Linked DNA regions of Mus musculus: region 2 is linked to region 1. The links are chromatin contacts, called in public targeted proximity ligation maps. All regions are on one chromosome and are shown on one strand. The core of a region is the stretch at or near the end of the contact, and the rest is flanking DNA. Distances in the headings are between cores, read along the strand shown.

Region 1 (7,546 bases), core at 3,152-5,651:
ATGACTGAATGCACAAATTCTGGCAATATGTATTTACGGGACATAAAGTGATACTTTATGTACAAAGAGGGATGATCAAAGCAAGTTAGTTAACCCATCACGTCCCACACTTATCAGGGTCTTTAGTCAAACACTGGATCCTCTGACCAACATGTACCCACACGACTTCACCCTTCCACTCCCATCTGTTGGTTAACTACCGTTCTGCTCTTATGACTGTTTAGATTCCACACATAACAACAGGAGGTCTTTCTGTGCCTGGGTTGCTTTCATGTAACAGCTACTCATGTGGTACACATAATTGCAGAGCACTTGGAAATGGTTAGGAATATACACCAGGCCACACCTATGTCCTTTTAGCTAAGACTTAAGATATACCACCAGTCTGAGAAACAGAATTCCTTGTCCTTATCAGAACAATTTTTGTCAGATTGTAAATTGTCAGATTTGTAAATGCTCTCTAAAATAAATAAATAAATAAAAAGAATAAAATGATTGTTAACATTCTACTTTATGCAACCAAAATTTACTAAGGCATTTCCTAACTGCAGTGCACTGAGTAGTGCACTTTTCTGCATTCACAATCTGTATTTGCTATGGTTTGAAAGAGGCCACAAAAATGCACATTAAAATTTAATCCTGGTGCTGGAGAGATGGCTCAGTGGTTAAGAGCACCGACTGCTCTTCTGAAGGTCCTGAGTTCAAATCCCAGAAACCACATAGTGGCTTACAACCATCTGTAATGAGATCTGATGCCCTCTTCTGGTGTGTTTAAAGACAGCTACAGTGTACTTAGATATAATAATAAATAAATGTTAAAAAAAAACCTTAATCCTTATTGTGCGGTATAAAGTAGGTAGAAATGTTAAGTCAATGATGGTCTCTGAAGGTAGGGCTTTCGGGAAATATTAAAAGTGAAATGGTACCTGAAAGGCAGCACCCTAACCTGGTGGGATTGTGGCCTTGAAAACACAAACACAAACAAAAACAAAAAACCGGAAGGAGGCACAAGTCCTCTACCACGTGATGTCTTACACCACCTCAAGACTCCAAGGGAAAAAAAAAAGACTCCATGGACTTTCTCCACTAGTAAGAACTTCACCAAATGTGCTCCACAGCCTTCAACTTCCTACCCTTTAACACCATGAGCCAAATATATATAGCCTTTATTCCTTACACATAAATGACTGAGGGCATATATTAGAAAAAAGGAGAGGGGGCACAAATTTTCAAAAGTCGTATTATTGGGCTTGAAAGGATAAATACAAAACGATTTTTGGAAGTTTTTTTTTTTTTTTAACCAATTTATATTTAGTTCTAAAGTTTGCTTAGTAAAGTTAGGCGAACAGCGGAGTGGCAAGTGTTTAAAGCTCACTGTGAGCAGCTCAGTCTTATTACAGAGCTTTCTTCCTAGTGTTCCTAGGCAATGGCTGCTCTACAATCTTCTCACTGAACCTCAAACAGACTTTCAGTAACATGCATCCCCTTCCTAAACAGCTAATACTGACACCAGAGAGCTATCATCTCCAAATGACCCTTCTCAGCCCCGCGGTGGACAAGCCCCATTATGGCTAAAAAGCACTAGAGAGGTGTGACCTAGGAATACTGCTATAGACGCATGCAGCCTTCACCTAAGGTCTCCCAACCCTCCCCTGCCCAGCCAGCAATTCTCCTGGGCACAACTTCATCCTTTACCCTTTTCAAATCTCTGCGTTTCAATAAGAACAAGAAACAATGCTAGGCATGCTTCTGCTTTTGTTGTTCAAAGAGACCAAGTGCCATCCTGGCGGCAGGGGAGTGGGGCTGGTGAAGCTGTATTTGCTGGTACAGCTGATAGGTGGGTCGCTGGGTGAGGGAGGGGAGGCACATTCCTTAACCCCCAGGGATCTGTGGTCTCCAAAGCTGCCAGAAACAAGACACACTGGGAAACTCTTAAAGGGTTTGGGCAGGGTGTGGTACAGCATGTGCTTAAGTGCACTCTAGAACCACACAACAAAGAAAACAAACTAACAAAAGATAGTGACGGGTGGGCATTTCCCCAGAACTGAAAGCATAGTCTCTTACAATGCTAGAATTGGAGCTAACTCTACTATTATCGCAACTATAAGCTACAGCCCACTAGCTGTCTGATCATTTGTAACCTCCTTGTAGAGCGGCCATCCAAGCCCTTTTGCTTATATTATGCTCATGTGTATGGAGGTGAACATCTATAAAGACTTCACTGCCTAAGAACTTTATCCTTGGCAAAAGAAAGAAACTTGGATGGCACCCTGCTTTTAAAGGATGGCTTTGGTACCCCCTCAGGAGCCAAAAGGCATTTCTCCCCCTATGATCTTTACAGTCTTCAGTTCACTGTAACATTTAGTGGTAAAAGTAAGCCCTATAAAATGTGCTAGGAGTCCAGAACAGGGCTGGCAGGCTTTCATGTGATGAAAGGACTTCTGTCCACACACTCCAATATGACACACTAGCAACAGGTGGAGCACTTTAAACATGCTAGTGAGGCTGTGCAATTCAATTCTAACTTTCGTTTAATTTATGTTTAAACGTGACTAGTGTCTGCAGTAGAGACACTTCAAAGCCAGACTATCAAAAATGCTGGAAAGCAACATAATGCTTGCCATATAGGCTACACTACTTTTTCCAGAGATTTGGCGTGTTTCTCAGAGACATTATATAAGTAAAGAAAAATTTTGGTGAAAAGTCCCCCAATCTCATATTCAATGGGTAGAGAGAGACGAAAGCACAGGGAACCATGTCACAATTAGAAAATGCACACAGCAAGCAGCCTTTTCTATACTGCAGTACTCAAGACCAGGTCAAACGGCCTCTACCCTAGACCAATGGCCCATCCAATAACTAATAATAGAATCTCAGGCTCCAAATATATTAAAACTGAATATAATTACATATGTTTAACCGAGCCTACTACTATATGCCAAGGTGTTTCCCAGAATCTATGTTTTGCAACAGTAAAATGTGGCACTATCAGAAAATACCCTCTACTTCTGAGTTCAATTAGGAAATTATTTCATCGAAGTCTTTGACTCAAGAACTGCCTGTGAGCCTAGAACTTGAGAGCTTGAGGCCTTGGGTTCCACACACCTGCCATACCTGACACTCTGTAACCATCAGATCCTAAATAACTGTTCAATTCAAAACAGTAACAAAGTAATAGAACCACCGCGCAAGACTGATTAGGGCTGTTGGGGGAGTGTCCTCTTTTGCCACTATGTTTTATTTTTAAAATAGAGCTTCAACAGCATTGCCAAACACAGTGCCATAAAAGTAAGGTTCGTCCTTGCCCTCGATGGGAGTCAGACCTGGGCAAAGAGTTACATATATAAACAACTGTAATACAAATAGCAACAGAGTACCACCTAGGTTGGTTTGATCCGCACACGAGGTCACGCTCATCTCTCTGGTTCTAACCACAGGTTCAGAACACAGTGGACTGTGTCGCTTACGGATATAAATGTACTAACTCTCCTTGCCCAAAACCCCGGGTGCACGAAGACGCGAACAGATCTGTACTTGGGCATTCTCATTGGGCTATCTGAACACCTATCCAGACCATATGTAGAAGTTAGGAAGCTGCGATACGAATGGAGAGCCTACAGAAGAGTCCCACAACCATGCCTAGCCCACGAGAGGAATTCCGTACTTACTCGCAGACCACAAGAACATAAAGCCGGCTCCGGTGCCCGCTCTCTTTTTTCCTTACCAAGATGCACATTTTGCAACTCCGGGATCTCTTCCTCCCTCCACCATCCGGTCAGAGCCACTCGGCAGCACCGTTCAGTTCTCTACAAAAAGTGCACACTCGCTCCGGCGGCTCCGGGTGAGGTGGGAGGCAGCCCCACGGGACCGCCCGCGCGCAGGTGACCGCGGGCTCCGCGAACCAGCCACGAGGCGGGCCCCGAGACTGCGGCGTGCGGGCGGGCGGGCGCGCCTTACCCGTAGTAGCGGAACGCGTTGATGACCTTCCAGAAGTGCTCGCGCTCCAGCCGCTCCTCGTCCTCGGCGGTGCCGCGCGCCGGGGGCCCCGCAGGCGCGGCCGAGCCCAAACGCCCGGCGGAGAACTGCACCTCCACGTCCTCGCTTCGCCCGCCGTCCTGGGCCGGTTGAGACGCGGGCGGAGCGCGCTGTCGTCGCTGCATCGCCGCCGCGGCCCACGGCGTGACCCGCCTGCGCTTCCCGGCTCCCGAGTGCGTGGTGGCGAACGGCCGGGCCTCCTCTAGACGGCGCCGGCCGCGGCCGAGGCCCCCGCTCGCGGCACGCCCCGCCCCCGCCGCCCTCAGGCCTCCATTCGCGCTGCGCTCCGCCAGGGTTTCGGGACCCGCGCACGCGCCGACGACCAGGCTAAGGCCGCGGCCGCCCGCGTTCATTCGCTGCCGGGCTTCCGCTACGACGCGCTGACGTCCGAATACGCTTAGAGGGCGGGGTCTAGGGCCAGCTGGAGGAGGAGCTCCTTTGCTGGGGGCGGTGCTAGAGCAGCAGGCACCAATGAGAGCCAGTGGGCGGGGCCACGAATCTGGCCCGCTGGAGTGGGACGGGCTCTGAGGCTGGAAAGGAAGGGCAAGAGAAAGAAAAAGTGGGTTTTCAGGAATTGATTTTGAATGTTTTAACTTTAGAAACTCAAAAAGGCAAGGTCTTAAGTTAGCCCTTGAAACTCGTTTTCTAAGTGGATTCCCTTTAAGCACCCATGAAGGCACAATTAAGAGTGCTTCAGGGAAAAGTCCAAGTTGCAGAATCAGAAGACATTCCATTAGCTGGGAGATGAACCAGAGTCAGTGTTTCCAATCAAACCTTCAGAAAACTGAGAAGCAAGCCCTGAAGGTTTGTGAGCTGGTCGCTCGTCTTGTAAATTCACTCCACAATGACATCAGTGACCTCCTTGCTCAGGATGTCATGGCTATGGGAATAGTTACTGGCAGCATAGCATCTTCCTCGCCTGTGATGAGCTACTCGAGATAGAAATGTAGCAGAGCCCCAGATCTTAGAAGGCCCTGAGACCTTAGCTCACCTGAATCTATGATGAAGTGCCGTTAAGGCTGTAAAACTCAGCACACAGACAGCACCACTGCCAAAGTAAAACAAAGGCTGAATCCATCAAAGTCCATAGCTCCGGGGAAGTCTGTAAATGTACTTGCTTTTTAGCTCTTGGACGTCTGCTTCTGGCTACCTGTTCTTGCTAACTTTAGTGTGTCAACCCAAAACATAATTTTTGTGTATAAAGGTCATCCTGCAAGAGGCTCACTGCTACACTGGGATCCCGAACATCCGGTGTCGTCAATGGCCGGCTAATCGAGCTTTCCATTGGCTTAAACCCATGTCTGAACAGTCCTCTCTGGTGGACACCTCACAACAGAAGAACTGACAGTAGGCGTTAGTGTGATCTTCATCCGTGACTGAGTTCCAATTCTACAAACACTGCTCTGAGCCCTTGCCTCTTGCCAGTGCCTGTCTCCCCAAATAAGGTGAATAGGGTCTTCTCAACAATGGCCCTGTCACTTGGTATCTTGTCATAAAACTGGATACCATGTCCCAGGAAGTAGAGCCCTCAGCAGGGATTGCCCATCTGGACTCCAGTCTTGTCAAAGTGGATACATACAGATGCTCTCATAAACCTGAGACTGGTAGCACTCTGTGCCAACAGAGGAATTAGAGGATGGTGTTTCAGTCTCTCTCTCTCTCCCCCCCCTCCCCCGCCCTCTGTGTGTGTGGCGGGGGGGGGGGGGGGGGGGGGGAAGGTGTAGAATCTCACTATGTACTCCTGGCTGGCCTAAAACTCAAGAGATCCCATCAGACAGTAATGGCTCACCTTTAATCCCAGCATTTTGGGAAGGCAGAGGCAGGCAGCTCTCTGTATGCTCAAGGCCAGCATAGTCTACAGAGCTAGTTCCAGGGCAGCCAAGACAACACAAAGAAATCCTGTCTTGAAAAACCAAACAAAAACAACAGACAAAAAAGTCAGAGATCCACCTGCTCCTGTCTCCTGAGTGCTGGGATTAAAGACTTGTACCACCCGGGCGTGGTGGCGCAGGTCTTTAATCCCAGCACTCGGGAGGCAGAGGCAGGTGGATTTCTGAGTTCGAGGCCATCGTGGTCTACAAAGTGAGTTCCAGGACAGACAGGGCTATACAGAGAAACCCTGTCTTGAAAAACCAAAAAAAAAAAAAAAAAAAAAAAAAAAAGACTTATACCACTCCCTCAGTGATTTAAGACTGACAAACTAACATAGTTCAAACATCTAATGAAGAAAGCAAAGGAGTACAAATGTAATCTCTTTATCCTGTTCCTAGTCACCTATACTTCATATCCAGACACAATCCACCCCACTTCATTTGTTCTTCCAGATTTTCTAATTCCCATTTTTCTTCACTAATGTTTGGAAATTATGTGTAAATCCTTATAGTTTTAGCCATTACTAGTTCTGCTTACACACACATACAATATCATACTATGACACAGGCCAGAATGGCCTAATTGACACAGTTCAGAATGTCATGGGTTACAACAATCACTTACCCAGTTTTTAACATCCTTGGGAATGTATCAAACATTTTGAAATTCTTTATGGAAAGAATTGCTACACTCTGTTAATAGTGCAGCCTTTAAGGATCTGTGTTGTCAAGGCGTTCAGGTGTAAGCATGTTTCAGTAAATCTCTAACCTAAATAAACCCGGGCAATGAAAACACGACTTAGTTAATATGAATATATGCTGTGTGCTTAGGACGGGCAGATCTCCTGCTACACTACCATCTTCCACATCATCGAGCCCCCTTAGAACTTGCGGTTTCTCCAGGCCAGGTGCGTCTGCTCCACTTTTTCTTCTTCTTCCTCCTCCTCTGTCCTCCTCTGTCCCTCAGCCCCCTCTCTTTCTTCCAAAACCTTCAGCTCCATCTTCCCCTCTTTCTCTGCCCAATCACTGGCTCTAGTCTTTATTTATAAATTAAGGTGGGAAGCAGGTTTACAGGAAATCACCTGAGTGCTGACTCATTCCTTATCTGCAGCCCCCCCCCACAGGAGAACAGAATTAACATCAAATACAATTAACCCCAGTGCTATCCGCAACATAAACCCAGCAGCTGTTTGCACATGAGGAAACCTATGGTTAGCATGGGGCCATAGCAGCAAGTTTCTGGCACTGTCCTACCTACTCAAGATGCACACGTACATTTGTTAGTCCTCCTATGGACTCTGACTGTGCTTATATTAGATTACGATGCAATCTAACACCATTTACATTTTCTTCAATAGTCCCCCCCACTATTTTATTTCCTCCATTCTTTATTTTCTTTATCAAGTAAAGGAGCAGATTCAGACAAATCAATTTTCCTGCCTTGGACACATGAGCCACAAGGGTGACCTTCTTCTCCTGCTTCCTGTCTTTCTGCCTCTTTCGGGAATGTGCTGTCTTCTGCTTTTGACACTTCTGAGCTGAAGGCCACTGGGAGCCACTGGAAGTAGGGTTTCTCCTTTTCCTGTTGCCACTTAACAATTCTACTACTTGTTGGGAAAGTGACTTTGACTTATTTGTAG
Region 2 (7,546 bases), core at 1,825-4,324, 88 kb after region 1:
AGCAGCCAGCTAACTTAGGGGCTGTCCATCCATTTCTCTGCTCGTGCTATAAATATTAACTACTCTTACAGAGGGCTGGCTTGCTCTCACTTAGATGCTTGGCCCAGAGGCCAATACCGTGGAGCCTTTCTGTAAGCCACAGTTATAGATTCTATCTTTAGGAACACTGGGGGCCGTGTTGTGGAATTTATGAGCAGGTTGTTTTGGTGTAAGTGTGACGGTGCTGTAAACCCCTCGTCTAAACCATTACTTACTATGAGGGCTGTTGGTTTTGTCTGCGGGCCATGCTGAAGGCTACGTGGGTGATGTGGCAGCCACAAGCTGTATGTTGCTGAGCCATACTTGATATTTTGTACTGCATAAATAGTAGAAACCTAGTGATAGCTGGTGCATGCTTGTAGAGCCTTCCTGACAGACAGTCGGACAGTAGCCCTCGATACCACTCTAGTGAACTCTGGGTAAACCTGTGAACAAGTGCACCGTTAATTAAGTACTGTAAAGTTACAAATGAAGTTATAAGGCAGGCGAGATGGCGGAGCAGGTAAAGGTGCTGCTGCCAGCCTGAGGGCCCGAGGACTTGAGTTCAGTCCCTAGGACCCACACAGTGGAACGAGGACCAGCTCTGGCCTTCTTGTGTGCAGTATGATGCAGGTGCCCACATGCATGCAAACAGGTGTAATTTTGAAATGAAATGGCAGAGCGACACAGCTGGTTTGAGGTTGTGCATGTGTTCATATGTGTGCAGATCATTGTCAACATGAGACAGCTCTGGCCCCCTCTGAGAGTGGTCACCTCTGAAGGAAGAGCTTAGTTCAAGAGGGTAGAACAGCATTGTGGAATACACGTCTGTATTGTTTTGTTCTTCAACAATGCAAATGTCTCCATGGGTTCTGATGTAAGTTTTAGCACAAAGACAAGGGAAAAATGAATGGAAGAGGGCTTACGGGGACAATGATTTGGGGAACAATGAGTTGCCTGTGAGTGGTATTGTTTTGCCATATGCTGATTTGCATACGAGGGCACCTGCAGATATAAAATATTAATCCCTTGGCATCCAACCCAATGGTCTTTTCTAATGGCCCTTGAGCTGAGGAAGAGGCAAAGGATGTGTTTGGTTGAAGCCCCAAAGCCTCCTGCTGAAAGCCACCTAATGCATGGCGTTGTGGCTGTGGCTTCCTAAATCTTAGGACTTACCTAGGGCCTGGTAATGGGCTCACCATGTGCAGTCCCTGGTGCCTGGAAGGGAAGAGCAGGTTGAATGGAGCAGCAGGCTCTCTGAGGAACCATGCCAGCCACATTCCTTCTGGGCCAGAATTGTTCTCCGGTAGCTTTGCCAAAGTGATCAGCTCACGACAGAGGACCAGCTGCTGGGTGCTGTTCTGCAGACACGTGACTTCTGTTTCCTGTGTTGGGAAGGTGCGAGGACAGACTTGAGAAACAATGAGAAGAAGCTGGCCTTGGACATGGCCACCAACGCTGCCTGTGCATCGCTCCTGAAGAAGAAGCAGCAGGGAACAGGTATTGTCTTAAATCCTTCTTGTGCTTATGATCAAGACTTTGCAAGGTTTTACTGCAAAGGGCGAGTTTCCCCCCATATGATAAATGATTCTCAATTTTGAATATATACCATTGGTCTAAATCAGATCTAAAGTAAAACGATAGTATCAAGCAAACCCATCTGAAGTCAGATGGAGCCTTTCATGTCGTCATTTCCTTTGCTCTTTGCTAATAATGGTATGCTTTCCAGCATGGCAGCATGGCTCTGTGAGTGACCGAAGGTAGATGTAACTAAAACTCACCACTCCATGATTACCTTGAGCTTTAGACTTAATGAACATAGCAATCAACCACACCTGAAGTTTTTCTAGGCTTTGCCAAAGACTGGAATCTATTCACAATATTGTGAATGGTTCTTCAAGTTTAGAAATGAGGTACAAATTCTTCAAGATTAAAATACAGATGTGGGAAGATAAATGTGAACGGAATGAAGGTTTTACATGGTGGTTGTTTCAAAAGAAAGAAAGGGATTGTCTTTGTTGTTCTGTGTTATAAAAAAATTCTCTGTTATAAAAAAAAAGAAAACATTTAATTGGGGGGCTTCTTACAGTTTCAGAAGAGTCCATGATCATGATTATGTTGGCAGGGAACATAGTCACAGGCAGGAAAACGTGGTGCTAGAGATGTAGCCGGGAGCTTTGAGTCCTATTCTACAGTAAGCAGAGAGAGAAAGACAGACAAATAGACATATGTACATACAGACAGACACAGACTCAGCCTAGCATAGGCTTTTGAAACCGCAGTGCCCACAGCCAGCAACACACCTCTTCCAAGAAGGGCACACCTCCTAATACTTTGCAAGCAGCAACCAAGCACACAGTGTATTAGCCATTCATCATGTGGGTTGGGTGATGTGAGGGTTGGGGGATATGATTCTCATTCGGACCACCACAGGGTTTAAAATGCAAGCCATGTGTCCCTACACAGAGGCCAGCTCTTTGCTGCCCTCGCTGCTGTCCTGTGACTGTGTGCTTTACCTTCTCGGTCACATTCACCTCACCTTTCTCTCTCTCCATCACTGTGCCTTTCTCCCTCCCACCCAGTCATCCTTATTCCCTGGCCTGTGTCAAAACCCCGAGTTTAGTCCCCTGCCTGAGCCTGAGAAACAGTAAGCGTTCTCCTTGTCTTTGGGGTTTAGGAGAACCTCCTAAATTATCCTCCTTGCCCATTGCTAAGTCCCATCATACATAAGCCTGCCCATGAGCCCGCTGCCCCTTTGTATTGCCTTCCACTTCAGTTCACCCACAGTGGAAACCAGCCTGGAGCTTGGTGCTTTAACCATGGTTAATACTCATCAGAAGAACTGGTGTTTCTCTAAAGACAGTCATTTATTGATGTGAGCTCTGGAGGGAATGACAAAGTGTTTGTTAGCTTAGCTGGTGCTGCCCAGACACTGCGTGGGACAAAAAGTAGAAACCATGTTTGTTAGTGGGTGGGTGGCTTTTGCTTGAGGTTGACCTCCCAGTCCGTCCTGTCCAGTTGGGTGAGGAAGGAAGGCTGTGGCCTAACTTCCTTTCTTTGCCACTGACTTCCTGTTGCTAGACTCCAGCCTTCAAGGAGACTCTACTGCACTGTAAGGTTCCTTACGTGCTAAAGGTTCTCGTTCTCTGTCTCTCGTGCTTGGTCCTGACCAGCAAGTTGTCTGCAATAGGATCTTTGCTTTCTAGCTTGATAGGGTTCTAGGTCCATCTTCGTATGGTCCCCAGACAGAGCAGGTCATATTTCCAGGGAAGTCTGGGCTCTGCTAGTGAGAGACCTGGATTTGGCTGCCATCAATTGAATTCTAACAGTGTTTGCTCTCGAATTACATTTTCCTTCTCAGGAAATTTGTTACTGTAAGAATTTGATGAACACAGCCGAAGAGGCAGCAGTTAGATTAGCCATCTTCCCTTTGACCCCTGTGCAAGATTGTTTTAGTTAGCATTTGATAGAGTCCAGATTTTCATTGATTTTTTAATTTTTTCTAAATTTCAGCCTCTTGCTACTTCTTAAAGTTACTTTTTCCTGAAATGAAACGGAAGCATCTGTATCCTCACCCCCTCTCCCTCATTGCTCACCTTTCTGTGTCCTGCCTTCAGGGACCGCACAGGCTGTGCGCTGACTGACATGGAGTGGCTGCTGATACTCCGTGTTGGCCGCGGTGCCTGTGGCTGGTGGCTTTGTGCTGGGGTTGGACAGGTGGGGTTGGACATTGCCAGCGACTTGGCAGCCCCTCGCAGTGAGGCTCTGCAGGTTGGAAAGTAGTGATGGGAAGGGTCACAGAGAGCGCATAATCCCTGGATCAGGGAGGATTGTGGTTCCTTTCTTTCTTTTTTTTCTTTTTTTAATTTTGTAATTATATTTAGGTATAGAAAACTTAGTGTACATTTAACCCAATTTAGTGGCAAGTTCTTTAGCCTTTGCGTTTTCCAGCTTGGCAATGCGAGCCACAGACTTAGGACCCAGGACATTGCCTCCCCAGTGGTGACAGATCTCGTCATATCTGTCATTATAATTGGTCCTAATGGCTTCCACCAGCTTAGCCAGAGCACCCTTGTCTTCCGAGTTAACCTGTGTGAAAGCAACTGTGGTGCATGTCTTCCTGTGGACCAGGTGCCCCAGCCTGGCCTTTCCCTTGATGATGCAGTAGGGCACCCCCATCTTTCGACACAGGCAGGTAGGAAAACCACCAGCTCAATGTGGTCACCAGCTGAGCCTTCTTGTTCTCCACCAAGGTGGTGACTGTATTGACTCCTGCTTGGAGGACAGGTGGTCTCTTAGTTGGGATGTCCCCTTTGCCAGCAGCTTTCTTCTCAGCACGGGCCAGTAGCCTTTGCTTCTTCTCTTGCTTTGTCTCTGGCCTGTACTTGTGGGCAAGCTTAAGCAGCTGAGTAGCTGTCTGCCTGTCCAGGGCCTGGGTGAACTGGTTAATGGCAGGAGGGACTTTGAGCCGCTTGTAGAGGATGGCTCTTTGCCGCTGCAGCCTGATGTAGCGGGCCCATTTGACAAAGTGCGATAGATGTCTTTTGGGCTGGATGTCCTGTCCAATGCCGAAGTTCTTAGGCCTCTTCTCGAACAGAGGGTTGACCACCTTCTTGGTCTCCTGCTTCTTGACGACGGCGGGGTCCGGGGCCACCTTCTTTCCCCTGGCCTTCTTCCCTTTGGGCATCTTGCTCTGCTGCTGGAGAGAAGAGGATCGTGTTTTCAATCACCAAAAGCACCGATGGTGCACAACAGTCTCAACCGTGTGTAAATCCTTTGTTTGTAATTTTCTTCCTTCCTGTCTTCTCCTTAGATGGGGCTCGAACGTTAAGCAACGCCGAGGACTACCTCGATGACGAAGACTCAGACTGATTCCCCCCGGGGCCGCTTTGATTGTTGCCTAAACTTCTTTTGCTTTTGCCATTCCGGAGCCTGGGTTGTTTGCCAGAAGAGTATTGATAACTGTTGCTTTTAAAGTCTGTATGAGCGCGACACTGCTGCACTGTGATCTGTGAGGAGTCGTTGTGAGGGTGGGTCATTCTCACCCACGCCTTGCCAATAAGTGAAGAGATACTTTGTTGTATAAAATACATATATGCTCACCAGGGTAAAATAAACGAAAAAAAATTATTTCTATTTATCAAGCTAAAGGAATTGTAATAGTTTTTTTTCTTTTAAAAAAAATCATTTTTTTAAGTTCTTTACCTCAAGGAATGAGATGTTTTGAGTGGGTTTTTCAAGGGGGAAATGGTTATTATAACAATAGACCAAAACTCTCAACAGAAAATTGTCAGCTCTTCTGACAAAAATAAACATTTAAAGAGATTTTATTATCTGTTTTTGTGCTATCACTCATTGCTGGTAAATAAAGCTTTCTATACTCAGGTAAGAACCGATTCGATGTTACTTTTAGATCACATTTGATATTGATTAGCACAGAAGAATCACAATGCTGTGTTCCTCTCACAGCTTCCTAGTTTTGTTTTGTTTTTTTTCCGAGACAATGTTTCTCTGTGTAGCCCTGGCTGTCCTGGAACTCACTCTGTAGACCAGGCTGGCCTCGAACTCAGAAATCCACCTGCCTCTGCCTCCCAAGTGCTGGGTTTAAAGGCGTGGGCCACCACCGCCTGGCTCACAGTTCAACACAGAACACAATTGCATATCTAAGAAAAGATAACACTTTAACAATTACGATATACTCAGAATTATATTCAGGGTAGTACCTAGACTGTAGAACCTCAGTGACCTCATTTCAGTTTGATTAAAGTGTGGAAGCTTAGAAAACCATGACTGTTTCTTTGTGAAAGCTGCCGTAATTTCCAGGGCGACGTTGTTAGGAAGCATGAACTTGACTCTCTCAGATAACATGTTTTCTCAGAACGCGTGTCTGCCTCACAAGGGTTTGGATTCCTTTGCTGAGTCAGGCTATACAGGAAGCCTTGGTGTGATACTTCATTAAAAGTTCTAATTTGTTGGGTCTTTTGGAGGGCAGTCATGCTAGGTCCCTTTTTGTGAGCCCTCCATAGCCTCAGGAAATAGCCTTGGGACCTCCCCTTGAGCTGGAACTCACTTTGGGCCTGTTGCTAGACCTTCTTTCCCTCAGGCTCCTTTCCATTTCTATCCCTGCAGTTCTTTCAGACAGAAACAGTTATGGGTCAGAGGTGTGACTGTGGGATGACAACCCCATGGCTCACTTGATGCCCTATCTTTCTGCTGGAGGTGGGCTCTATAAGTTCCCACTCCTTACTGTCGGGTATTTCATCAAGGGTCCCTCCCTATGAGTCTTAGGAGTCTTTTACCTCCCAGGTCTCTGGTGCATTCTGGGGGTGGGGGTGGGGTCCCCCCAGCCCCCTTATAGACCCAACAAGTAGCTGAAAGAGTCAGATGCAGATGTTTGAACCCAACCAATGGACAGAAGCAGCTGACCCTTGTTGAATTAGGGAAGGCTGAAAGAAGCTGAGAAGGGCGATTATGCAGGAGGACCAACAGTCTTAATCTGGACCCCGAGATCTTTCAAACACTAGACCACCAAACAGACAGCATACACCAGCTGATATGAGGCCCCTAACACACATACAGTAGAGGACTTCAAGGTCTGTGTTCATTCAGAGATGATGCATCTAACCCTCAAGAGACTGGAGGCCCCAGGGAGTTTAGAGGTCAGGTGGGATGGGGTGGTGGGGGCATCCACGTGGAGATGGGATGGGTTGGGGAGGAGGTATGGGGAGCAGTCGATGGGTGGATGGGGAGGGACAGGGAATGGAATATGGAGTGCAAAAAATGATTTACAAATAAAATTAAAAATTTTAAAAATATTCTAATTTTGTGTCACTGTGTTAAAAATGTCATGGTCTCAGTGTTTCTAGTTTCCCAGCCCTGGGCCCAGAAGTACATCTTTAAGAATTGACTGCTTATTTCAAAAGGCGTATTGGTCAAGAGAGGGAAATGTTGAAGAAGGAAGTGGACTAGCTCAGGAAATGAATAATGCCTGTGCAGGTGTGTCTTCTGCCTGTAGCTGGTTTTTCTCTCTGTAGGTCCCTTGAGAAAGGTGCCTGGAGGGACCAGTTTGAGGTCATTCAGATACCTCACCTAATTTAGTTGCAAATAACCTGTAAAAGCAATGACAGCAGAGACGGCCTCTGGGATTAATTAAGAGGCATATTGTCACCTCCAAATAGCTGCTGTGCTATTACATTGTTTCATTTTGGTTGGTTGAGACAGTCTCGCCAGGCTGTCCCTGACACTCACTGTGTAGCCCAAACTGTCCTCAAATCCTGCCCCTGCCTCCCAAGTGCTGGGGTTGTACTCGAGAGCCTCCACGCCTGGCTTGTTAATAAATCCAGTCGAGCTGCTTGCATTTCTCAATAAGCAAAATTGGAAAGATAGCAGTTCCTTCCAGAAGTGGTCTCTCTCCCCATAGAACTTGGAAGGGCTTTTCACTGGAACAGGCAGGGTGTGTGCCTCTCAGCACAAAGCAGGTCCTGAGATACTTCATTCTTCTGTCCTCTGCGAGCAAGGCAGTTAAGCA

Evidence for each region.
Region 2: a targeted proximity ligation map of memory CD8 T cells shows a contact between it and region 1, with 2.1 times the contacts expected there. A contact is called at or near these places in 4 of 39 promoter capture datasets (the C10 cell line, the HPC-7 cell line, liver and 1 more), 11 of 484 Hi-C or Micro-C datasets (CD8 T cells, the MNK3 cell line, Th1 cells and 8 more), 9 of 130 datasets of targeted methods (CD8 T cells, the NIH/3T3 cell line, bone marrow-derived macrophages and 5 more) and 3 of 9 other capture datasets (adipose tissue, liver and pancreatic islet).

What each region holds. Positions count from the first base shown.
Region 1 is chr19:18,667,614-18,675,159 of GRCm38.p6, reverse strand. It overlaps Carnmt1 (carnosine N-methyltransferase 1), which reads right to left and starts at 4,401. Exons shown (of 8, transcript NM_026120.5): 1 at 3,958-4,401. The coding sequence starts at 4,160.
Region 2 is chr19:18,578,614-18,586,159 of GRCm38.p6, reverse strand. Ostf1 (osteoclast stimulating factor 1) reads left to right here. Exons shown (of 10, transcript NM_017375.3): 9 at 1,417-1,518; 10 at 4,832-5,796. The coding sequence ends at 4,890. Among named protein-coding and RNA genes, the nearest start is that of Ostf1, 49 kb to the left of the region's middle.